4 separate regions of the Mus musculus genome follow, and regions 1, 2 and 3 are each linked to region 4. The links are chromatin contacts, called in public HiChIP or PLAC-seq and promoter capture Hi-C maps. All regions are on one chromosome and are shown on one strand. Each heading gives the region's core, a stretch centred on a gene start, on an enhancer-like site or on the middle of the called end of the contact. The rest is flanking DNA. Distances are from core to core; before and after follow the strand shown. Region 1 has its middle 12 kb from the start of Gm39549. Region 2 has its middle 20 kb from the start of Tmsb4x. Region 3 has its middle 6.5 kb from the start of Gm15232. Region 4 holds the start of Rab9 (RAB9, member RAS oncogene family).

The links. Promoter capture Hi-C pulls out the DNA fragments that hold promoters and counts their contacts. HiChIP or PLAC-seq counts read pairs in DNA pulled down with a chosen protein or histone mark.
Region 1: a contact with region 4 is called in a promoter capture Hi-C map of trophoblast stem cells, with 3 times the contacts expected there. The contact joins the enhancer-like site here to the promoter of Rab9 in region 4. A contact is called at or near these places in 3 of 39 promoter capture datasets (the 3T3-L1 cell line, the C10 cell line and trophoblast stem cells), 2 of 115 datasets of contacts at active chromatin or transcription factors (microglia and pro-B cells) and 1 of 9 other capture datasets (liver).
Region 2: a contact with region 4 is called in an H3K4me3 HiChIP or PLAC-seq map of embryonic stem cells, with 6 times the contacts expected there. The contact joins the enhancer-like site here to the promoter of Rab9 in region 4. A contact is called at or near these places in 22 of 39 promoter capture datasets (the 3T3-L1 cell line, 3T3-L1-derived adipocytes, the C10 cell line and 13 more), 1 of 15 datasets of contacts at CTCF or cohesin (pro-B cells), 2 of 484 Hi-C or Micro-C datasets (cortical neurons and regulatory T cells), 15 of 115 datasets of contacts at active chromatin or transcription factors (the 230-238 cell line, acute myeloid leukemia, effector CD8 T cells and 10 more) and 3 of 9 other capture datasets (adipose tissue, liver and pancreatic islet).
Region 3: a promoter capture Hi-C map of pre-B cells shows a contact between it and region 4, with 4 times the contacts expected there. The contact joins the enhancer-like site here to the promoter of Rab9 in region 4. A contact is called at or near these places in 4 of 39 promoter capture datasets (the C10 cell line, the HPC-7 cell line and pre-B cells), 2 of 115 datasets of contacts at active chromatin or transcription factors (large pre-B cells and pro-B cells) and 2 of 9 other capture datasets (adipose tissue and liver).

The regions. Positions count from the first base shown.
Region 1 is chrX:167,156,496-167,159,195 of GRCm38.p6, forward strand. No RefSeq gene overlaps it. Among named protein-coding and RNA genes, the nearest start is that of Gm39549, 12 kb to the right of the region's middle. Within about 2 kb of position 1,321, at least 17 of the 459 cell types and tissues checked have an H3K27ac peak or open chromatin away from gene starts, as enhancers often do. A contact at or near this core is called in trophoblast stem cells, where this site is marked.
Region 2 is chrX:167,228,084-167,230,783 of GRCm38.p6, forward strand. No RefSeq gene overlaps it. Among named protein-coding and RNA genes, the nearest start is that of Tmsb4x, 20 kb to the left of the region's middle. Within about 2 kb of position 1,363, at least 76 of the 459 cell types and tissues checked have an H3K27ac peak or open chromatin away from gene starts, as enhancers often do. A contact at or near this core is called in acute myeloid leukemia, adipose tissue, embryonic stem cells and 5 more, where this site is marked.
Region 3 is chrX:167,107,251-167,109,950 of GRCm38.p6, forward strand. No RefSeq gene overlaps it. Among named protein-coding and RNA genes, the nearest start is that of Gm15232, 6.5 kb to the left of the region's middle. Within about 2 kb of position 1,256, at least 35 of the 459 cell types and tissues checked have an H3K27ac peak or open chromatin away from gene starts, as enhancers often do. A contact at or near this core is called in pre-B cells and pro-B cells, where this site is marked.
Region 4 is chrX:166,478,445-166,481,144 of GRCm38.p6, forward strand. Rab9 (RAB9, member RAS oncogene family) reads right to left here and starts at 1,423. Exons shown (of 3, transcript NM_019773.2): 1 at 1,096-1,423.

The DNA of each region.
Region 1 (2,700 bases), core at 71-2,570, 680 kb after region 4:
TTAAACAGTGCATTAATTGTGTTTAATCTAAGCAATGTGGAAGTCTGGTAGTTTACATGGAATTACCCAAGTTTCCATGGTTAGGTCATGGATTTTTACAGCTTTTTTACAGAGAAGTAAACCTGTTTCCAAATGATGGAAAGAGTTGTATTTAAGTCAGATTATTCTATCTCTGTAGTTATTTACTAATCATCTAAACAGTACTTCCCAGATGGGAAAACAACAACCCTCAATGAATTGATGTTGTAGAAAATACAGCTTTCTAAATTATTTCTGTATCAGAGTACTTCCTCCTCGGCCCCTCCTTTTCACAGAATTCTCTACAATCAATGATCTGTAGAAGATTGGAAGATCAAGTCTTACCACTGATGTACCACTTTTTGTGCATCTTTTCAATATTTTTTATTTGTTTTTGAAACAGGGTCTCCTGTATCCCAGGCTGGCCTCAGACTCACTAGGCATTCTCAAGTTATTTGGACCATAAGATGGAATCTCAAGCTTATAACCATGCTAAGCAAGCACTGTATCATCTGGGCTGCATCCCTAGCCCTCTCTTCATTGTGAAAAAGAAGATTCTGAAAGAAGCTAAAATGAAATGGTAGAGGCAACTGTTTTCTGCTGACCCAGGCTCTCCCTTAAATGTAGTCAAGACAGAGGGAACCATCTTCTTCCTGGTTGCTGGCTAGCAGAAGGAATTCTCTTTCATGTTCATAACTAACTGCTCATGTATATTGTGGGACTAACCCAGACATGGGATAGCCTTTAATTCTCCCTTGCAAGGGAGAAAATGAGAATGAATTGGATGAAATGTAGACGGAACAACTGGAGAGAGAGAGAGAGAGAGAGAGAGAGAGAGAGAGAGAGAGAAGAACAAGAAGGAGGAGGAGGAGGAGGGAGGGAGGGAGGGAGGGAGGGAGGGAGGGAGGGAGGGAAGGAAGGAGGGAGGGAGGAGAAAGAGAGAATCCTTTCCCTAAAAATACAAGAAAAGGCAGCATAGGTGTCTTAAGAGAGTATCCTTCACTGAAATGTTTAATCTTTTCATTCCCTTGTTTTTGTAGTGTTTTTTTCAATGCTGTTGATGTTTTCTCAGTACTGAGAATTAAATCAGTGTCTTGTGTTTGCTAGGCAAGCACTTTATACTGAATTGAACTATCAACCTCTAAAGATGTCCAATGGGAAATAGGGAAAGTGCTGGCTTTATAAAAACTAAGACTCCCAAACTGGGTGGATTTTAAATTATCTTTTACTCGGTGACTCATAGAGACCCATAGGGCATTGTAAACCACTTCCTATCATGGAGGGTGTTCACACTTTCTTTTGTAAGAGAACCGCTGGGCCATTCTTCACTGGTGATGGGAGAGGAAATGGCTTGACATGAAGCACTCCAGACTCTTCTTTCCTGTCTTATTTTGGAATTCTGAGCTTTCAGACTGGCTGCATAGGTGCTCCCAGCGGGAAGGTCAGCACAGAGGAGCCCTCTGAGCAACCAGGAAGAAGGCGGAGGAGTCTCACAATGCTAAGGGTCTGAGTATAAACTGCAATTCCCAGAAAAAAAGCCACACCTACTTGGCTAAAGAATGTGCAAGGTCAAGGAACTGATCAGAACTTTGATTGGGGAGAATTGGAATGTTGCACATCCAGAAGCAAATTGCTTCGACTTGACTTTAGCTTCCCTAATAAGCAATCATTTCTAACCTCTGTGTTTAGCCTAATATCCATTCTTGTGACTATTAGGAAAATCAAGGACTATATTAATAGATTACTAACTTCTACCAATTCAATGATTGAGGATGACACCAGATAACATTCAAGATCTATAGCACAGATTTTTTGAGATTATAATATAGTCACATAATTTATCCTTTCCCTCTCCTCCCCCCAAATCCTCTCCTTTCTCTCTTTCACACTCATGCATTCTCCAGTCAATCTGTCCAATGATATTTGTGTGCAGTTTCTCAAGGCTTATCATTTGGTATTAGGTAGCAGGCTGGTATGCTCGTCTCTAGGGGAAGACTATTTGTGCTGTTAGAATTCCTTAGCTGCCTGTAGTTCTTTGTGCAGGACTGAGACCTCAGAGGCTTTCTCCTATCCACTTTGGCGTGTCTGTTGTTGTTGTCCTTGCTCAGCTCATGTTTCAGCAGTCATGCTGGTAAGATTTTATGGTTGTAGCTTCTGATAGTACTTACAAGAGACACAGTCTCATAGCAAACTCTCTTAGTGTATGCACCTTATTCTTTCCAACTCCACTTTTGAAATGTTCTAAATGAGCTTTAGACTTAGGTGTGTTAGAGATGTATCAGCTGGAGCTGAGCTCTACAACACTGCATTTTTTATTGGTAATGGTTTTCTATAGTGGTCACCATCTGTTGCAAACAGAAGTTTCCTTGGTGAGAAGTGATGACTACATTTGTCTTTGGATATAAGGACAAAAGTTTAGAATGTAAAGCCAGGCAGTGGTGGCACACGCCTTTAATCCCAGAACTTGGGAGGCAGAGACAGTCAGATTTCTGAGTTCAAGGCCAGCCTGGTCTACAGACTGAGTTCCAGGACGTCCAGGGCTACACAGAGAAACCCTGTCTCGAAAAACCAAAAAATAAAGTTTAGAATGTAGTTTAGGATTATGGTAGTTTAATAAAGTGGTAATTGTAGTATTTCCTCCAATATCCACCACTTCATTAGCCCAGAGCAGAGATTTCCTTA
Region 2 (2,700 bases), core at 113-2,612, 750 kb after region 4:
TTGCAGGACCTGGCCCCTGAATGATGACGAGCAGACTCATTCATTTAGAGGGCTTCTTTTAAACACAGGTGCAGGCATGGGGCTGCTGCTCCCTTTGGGTGGCCTCAGGTTTCTCATATTTGGCCAGAGTCTTTGCGGCAGCGTGGAAAGACTTTGATTGAGCTCTACTTTCTAGGCTTTTAGGGCAGTCATAAGGTTTGGACCCAACCTGGCATTCATGGTATATTCCATCCATCTTGGGGAAAATATATATATATGTATATATATGTACACACACACACACACACACACACACACACACACACGATAGTAATGTGATAGTTTGATATAGAGATACTGCTGAATGTAACCATTGTTCAAGGTCAATGTAGTAAACCTGGAGGATAGGATAATGACTATATTTCTACTCTGCTCACTGTCTGCTAGAGGCTAATCAAAATATCTCGTCTTCCCCTCAGAAGCAGATGGCATGATGATTGAGATTATGCATGCTTAATGTAGGAAGCTTTGCTACCTACATGCCCCAAATCATGGACATACTGGCAAATAGGAGCTGGGATTTGAACCTGGCAGCTGTGTTTGTGATGTTCTTCACCCCTGTCTCCTATCTGGTTTGAGAGACATATCTTGGAGCTGTTTGCAAAGTTTATTTTCTCTCTGATTTTGTTTCTCTTAATTTCACTGTGTGTTTGCACCAGCATTTTCCATTGTTATTGTTATTATGTGACATAATTATATGTAAGGAACAGAGGCAGAGAGCTGACTATTTCTCTGAAAATCAAAAGGGGATATTTGGGGGGAAAACCAAATTGAGAAATGGCTGAGTTTATGGCCACTAACATCTGTTCTTCTAAGGAACTTTAATTGGTGTTGTGTATGATGTGTTTGTATGCATGTATTGTTTTGTTTTGTTCTGTTTTTTTGTGGGTTTTGTTTTATTTTGTTTTGTTGGTTTGTTTGTATGTTTTTCTTTTGTTTGTTTTCTTCCCAAAGACTTTTTACTTCCTGGAGATTGGAACTGCCATTGCTGTGTAAAAGACATAGCCTGTACATCATCTGTGATACCAGAGACAGGCTTAATGTCCTCCCAAACACAAATGCAAGCCAGCAGTATCCATGATAAATGTTCTTTCCTCCCTGACCCGCTATAATTCGGAGAGTGGCCAAGGTCATTTTCATGTCATTTTCCTGCCAACCTCGACTCCTGAAAGGCTTTTTAATAACTGACTCCAAAGAGCCTTTGCTCTAACTAGTTCTGCTCTACACTGCCCCCTAGCGCTACATCCATGACCTGTGCCTAGGCCACTCCCTGCTTCTGAACTTGCCAGCCCTTCTTGCCCCCAGAAGCATGACAAAGAAGAACTTCTGGTGCTACTGGTTGCACCCAGTCCTATCTGCCAGCATTTCTACTTCCTCCAAGTAAGCAACACTTCAGCCAGGCGGGTTTAGAGTTCCTTCCTCCTAATTCCTCCACATAGTTCCATTTCCGCATTGTTCTTTAGTCCAGGGGTGCATAACCCTACTTTCAACTTCCCAAATGTTTCCCAAGCAGCCATATGTCATGAGTATTAATGTCATGAGTAGAAATCTGGAGCCAGACGTCTGGGTAGATGTGCTCATTCTGCCCAGGAATGGTTTCCTAAGTGTGCCGCCACACAGTGGCTTAGAGCTCAAGCTTAGGCTCTAGGTTTGGTATAACATTGAGCTGACACTATGTTGATATTCTTTAAAAAAAAACTGATACTATGTATTAGCTTAATATTTTTCAGGAAATTCAATATATGTAAAATTCATGTTAAATTCACAGCTCATACCATATAAGGAATAAACTCCAGCATAGAACAACAAGGAAGAGGAGGCAGAAAGAATGTAAGAGCCAGAGGGCAGGGAGGAGTGCCTCAAAACACTTCCCTCCGGGAGTGACAGGGTGAGTCATTCATGAGCTCACAGCAGCTGTGCTTACCTGCATGGGGCCTGCACAAGAGCAGGCCAGACAACATTCTACTGTAGATAGGGTCCATGAGCTCTAGGCCCTACTTCTTAGTGGCAGTGGATAGCTGCTGGAGGAGGGAGATTCATTCATTTTAAGGATGTGGCCACATGAAGCTTTCCCATACTGTAGTGGATGACCCAGACCCATACATGTGGGCATCACTAACTGATCTTGGAAAGTTATTTTAAAAATTATGGAAGTAGGAAGATCAATTGAGGAGAATAAGGGGGAATTTGGAGGGGGAAATGGGCCTAAATGTGATATTTCACTATACACATATATAGCATTTTTAAGAATAAAGGAAATGTAGAAATTCATTGCAGACATAAACATAAAATCACAAAAGTTGTAGAAATGAACAGAAGAGAAAATGATTCTGTTTTTCGTGGGAAGAATTAGAATAATGTTCTTGTTTTTGACACAGGGTTGCTCTATTTAGTCAAGATTAGCCTGGAACTGCTGATCTCCCTGACAGCCCCCCCCCCAAATACTGGGATTACAGGCATATAACACGCCATCTTGCTAGCGAGTATTTCTTAAATGTGCCACTGAAGTCATACCCCATAAAAGAAAGCATTGACAAGTTCAATTTTGAAACCAATTGCTTCTGCTCCGAAAAAAAAAAAAATGGTAAGAAAATGTAAAGATATGGAGTAAAGAATATAAGTGTGTATTGAGAATTTACCCAAAATGTGTTCAAGAGAATG
Region 3 (2,700 bases), core at 6-2,505, 630 kb after region 4:
TCACTTAGGGAAGGGAAGGACATTTTACACTCTCATAGCTGAGAGCAATCTCTTTTGGGAAATGAAGCCCTTTTAGCTGTCTTCTGTTATTTATCTGCTCTCAGTCCCAATCAATGTTATTTAGCACTGTTGAACAAGCATTAAGGGAGAATTTGAGAGGGCTCTAACTTCTAAGATGCTCAGATGCTTACACACCAAGCTTTCAGATCCTAGCAGTCTTGGGTGAAGCATTTCCCTCCAAGACAGATGATGCTCATATTTTAGGATGCACTCGTATGAGCTTTGCAAGCAGGCTACACGTCCATTATGAGCCATTAATGTGGACTGTAATCACATTGTAGGACTTCAGGACGATGCATATTGTGTAAGAGAAGGGGCAGCCTGTGTAAAGGTTTTTATATTACCCCACTGAAGGTTTTTGTTATCTTTCAAAACTTCAGACAAAGAGTAGGCAGAGGAAACAGACCTAGCCCACAAGATCTTAAACGAAAGAGGACTTCTCTTATTCTCCTTCCACTTTCTGATTTCTCACTCTCAAGGGTATTAAGTTTAACAAATAAATAACCTTAGAGATACATGGTAATGTTGCCCAATTAAAAATGACTTATGCACATACCCTTAATCCTAGCACTTAGGAGGCAGAGGCAGGCAGATCTCTGTGAGTTTGAGGCCAGACTGGTTTCCACAGTGAGTTCCAAGCCAGCCAGAGCAACACAGTGAGACCCTTTCTCAAAGAAATAACTTAAGTAGGGAGCGAATACTTGGTTGACAAGCTATAGCTACCACCAGAGCCTGTCTTAAAAAATACCATGGCAGTCATCATCTTAACTTTCCTTTTTCGTCTATGATGGAAATGAAAATAAATCAACAACAACGTGTGAGCAGGTTTTTTTCAGTTCTAGGGCATCAAACCCAGGACCCTATGTATGCTAGGAAAGTGTTCTACTAGTTGCTCTACTAGTGTTCCAAACTTTTACATCAACAAATGAATGGATAAGTGAAACAGGTCTGGGATTCAATGCCAGTTTGCTCTTGTGTCCCAGTGAAATTCAAGCCCATCAAAGCCCATCAAAGAGAAGAAAGGGCAAGGCAATTTTGGGTAAAGTGCAAAAAGCAAAAGCATAGCCCAACTAATTGCATGCAGCTGCAAAGAATAGCCTACATGGCCAAATGCTCTAGGTTGGAAATGTAGAGAGTGGAATACAATTGGTAGAGAAACAAGCAGAACTCGGCTTCCTTGGGTTCCTTCCGGGCTTAATGTGGGTGCGTCCTTTCCTGCAAAGCACCTGCATGCTCTGTGATATGACTTCCGGCCAGAGACTTCCTGTAGAAGAGGAAAAAATAGACAGTATTGCTGCTTGCCCCCTGTTTCTCCCCCCACCGCAATCTAGCGTTTTCTTTAACTTAACTAACATTTAGACTGGTCTATAATAGAAGTGGTTCTGTCTGGCAGGAGGACAGAGTCTTCATTATCAAACAACACCCAAACTCAATAATGTAAATACCTGAGTCCCTTCATCACAGAATCTTGAGTAGATTTGGAGAAGAGAGAATCATCAATTCTCTGATACAGACTGTTTTCATTCATTCTGCCAAAGGGCGGGGGGAGGTCTTCATTATCTACAACGCCGCTGTAGTAGCAGATTGCTGGTAAATATTATTTCCTCTCTCAGATTAAAGGGCAAACCTAAGAGTTTCATGAGCTGTCACTTCATTTCTAAGTTGGTAGAATTTACTAGAGATATTTGGTGACTTAGTGACAATCTCGACACCAGCTTGTGCTTAATTGTTTTAGTGCTATTGTTTCTTTCCTTCAATGCGACCATAAAGGTCATAACCTAGCATCTTTGTTTTACAGATAAGGAAACAGATGATCAGTGTTATGGAGATAAGTGCTGACACTAGTTGTCCTCAAGTCCACTGCTGCCCAGTTATCCCACTGATGCTCTTTGCGAAAACCACAGAATCGGAGGTCAGGACTTCTGGATTTATATTCTCAAAGGATCTTGGGCTTCATGCTTTAATAATATTCAGTTTCCTGCTAGAAAAGACCATAAGCTCCATTTCCTCTTCTGGAAAGCAGATCAAAAGAGCCACGGCTTAGGAGTACTGGAGTACATAGATGGCTTTGCTGGACTTGTATTTTTCCCATATCATTTATTGTCCTGCATGCTTTTAGCATTCATTTCATTCTTTTCCCTCACACTGTAGAACAGTAAACAAATGAGTTTTTTTTAAAATGAGTCAACAAAGACACAACAGAAACCACCTTTTAATGCTCTTTTCCTCGTTTGAAATTTCAATTCATCTAGCCAAGTGATGCTACTATCAAATTTTGTTATTACTTCAGTTTCAGTGATTTCACTAGGCACATAAGAATCTCTAGAAGAGCAGAAATTACAGTGAAACATATTTAAGGAGATTGAAAAGCCAGTGTTCTTATATAGGCCATGCTTACATTTATTTGATGGTTTCTATGGGTGAAACAGAGGAAGGAGGAAACACTACTAATGCGATTGTATGGTTATTGTTTGATCAGACTATTGTTTTGGTTAATTGTACCAATAGAGAGAAGTGTCAAGTCATTTTATATTTAGGGCTGGAGGTAGGATAAGGATTTCTTCATCTGCTAACACTGGGAATTTCATAATTTTGTATTGTAGGGGGTCACGATAAACAAGATGACATTAGGGGCAGCTC
Region 4 (2,700 bases), core at 173-2,672:
TCTTAGCCAAGCACAAGACCCTAGGTTTGGGCTCCAGCAATGGAAGAAAAAGAACGAAAAGAAAAAGGTAAATAGTCCTTAGTTGAAAGCCCTGGGTTTCCTTCAATTCTAGTTGAGATTTCAGGCAGTGTAGGGATTTTCCATTGCAGTGGTGCTAGCAAGGAAAAAGACAAAACTTGTACCAGCAAAACAAAACAAAAACCAAATTCAGTCTGTTGATTTTATGAGGACGCTGTGAAAAGACTGGTCACGTGCCAATTTGGAAACTTGCAGAAGTTATTCCTCAAAAGAAGTATGATCACGGGATGTGTCATCATTTACAAAACAAAACAGAACCATAATACGTTCACCAACCATTTGGTCAGTACTTAAAAGTCTCCTCTGGTCTTTTCACTAAGATGGAAGGAAGAAAGGAACGCGATTTTGAAACCTCGGCCAAGATCTGATATCTGACGATGTTCCCAACCGCCTACAAGGTCTTTGCCCTGGCTTTATCTTCCAAGCTCTCTCACCTGAGTGGGTCAAAGGGTAGTATGTCAGAGGTCGCCAAACTCAAATAACACAAGCTTGCTTTCCCCAGCATTAGTCAGTCACTGTGGCGCAAGGTTTGGTCTCGAGTATGTGGGTGTCCCCGTGTGGTTAGGGGAAAGACTAATGTGTAAGTGTGTACCCAGGTAATGTCATTGGTCCCGTGAGCATCGTTCCACCATCCTATTCCCAAGTATTTGGGGTATATCTCTTTCCTGAGATGATGTTTTTGGAAGGGATATCTCTTCCTCTCTAGTAAGGCCGATCGGTCGGTCTGCGTGTATGTGTTTGTGTGTGCGCGCGCGCGTGTATGTCCCGAGTGGTTGGGTGTGTGATCTTCTTCCCGTGCTTGAATGTGAAAACCCGTCTTTCTTCCTACTGACGTAGGAATTTTCAGGAGACTTGGGGACAAGCTAACTACCCCTGTTGCCCAGCAATCTACTGACCCGCGCCAATTTGGCTCGCCCGCCGCCCCGGCGGCCCTCCGCTCCAGCAGCTCAGCTCAGGCTACGCGCGCTCTTAACCAGCTCTGGCCGGACCTCAAATGGAAGGATGACCCCCGCTCACCTTGCAGACACACACTGGACGTCCTGGGGGCGGCTCGCCAACACGCCTGGGTGCAACCAGGGCAGGAAGAAGGCCAGAGACTCCGGAACGTCGAGAGCGCTTCCAAGAGGGAGCGACTGGGGCAGAAGAACCAATATGGCGGGCGGCCGGGGCGGGGCCAAGACGGAGGGGCGAGGCCTTGACAGTGGGGCGACGGGGCGGGGCCTGAGGCAGTGAGGCAGGGTCTGGAGTGGTAAAACCAGACCCGGGTCAGGGGCGGGACCTAAGTCTTTAGGGCGGGGCCAGGAGCTGCGGGGAGGGGCCTGTGGCGGTAGCACCAGGCCAGGAGCTGTAGGTCGGGGTCTTTCCTGTGGGCGTGGCCTGCGGCTGCGAGCCCAACCGCTAAGGCTAAGATCCTAGTCTGGATCACAGGAATTAGGCCCAAGGAAGACTGAGCCAGGAAGTCTGGAATCTGCTCTTCCCACAGACTGCTTTGCAAGATCGCAGTTTTTCTTTGTACTAGCTGCTGCTCTGGTCTTCCCACCTGCGTTTCTTCTAACAGTGGTCACAAAATAATAATTTATTCTTAAAGTTTAAAGTAGAGAACATATGAGTACTATGACGTAGCAGTATTGCACCATTTAAAAAAAAAAAAGCAGGCGGTGGTGGCTCACGCCTTTAATCCCAGCACTTGGGAGGCAGAGGCAGGCAAATTTCTGAGTTTGAAGCCAGTCTGGTCTACAGAGTGAGTTCCAGGATAGCCAGGGCTACACAGAGAAACCCTGTGTCGAAAAACAAACAAAACAATAATAATAATGGCAAAATATAGGGTCAGAGGTGTTTGTATTCCTTTGATTTATATGAGGAATTGAGTACATAGGTGGTAAAAATAAAAGTCCCTGGAAGAAAGATTCTTAGCTCCCCATAAACATATAGATTATGTTTAGTTTCTAAGAGAAGACATTCACTTTCGTGATCCACAACAATTTACATAATGTCTGCCTCTTTGTGGAGCCATTTTCAAGTAATAACCTTTCATCAGGCGCCAGAAAGATTACAGTTAGCAAAGTTTCTCACAAGTATGATTTTAGAATAATTATGAAAATAAGGCTCATAATAAATACTGAGTTCCAGTTTGAATTTCAATGATTTTTTTTCTTATAAAAAGGAATCTATTTTTATGTGTGCAGAATATTTCCCCCACGGACATCTGAGTAAAGGTTTATCGATATACAAATCTGTTGCATATGGAAAAGTGAGCTGGGATACAAGTCAAGGTCGAGTGCTTGTCCACCATACATGAAATCATGGTTCCAACCCCGACATCACAGAAGCCTAGCATTCTAGAAGCAGAGACAGGAGCTCAAGATCCTCATGGCACATAGGGAGTTGGTACATAGGCTATATGAGACCTTCTCTAAGGGAAAAATGACTATGCTTTTCACATACAAGGAAAAACAGAATGAAATAGTACACAATTTATCCATTAACTGACATTTAAATCATCGAAATGTTGATATTTTCTCTAACCCATTATCAATGTGAAATCTCAGTAATGTATATATTTTATAAGTAATCTATTAGTAATTATATTATTAAATAATCATATGTTGAAAAGTTACATAT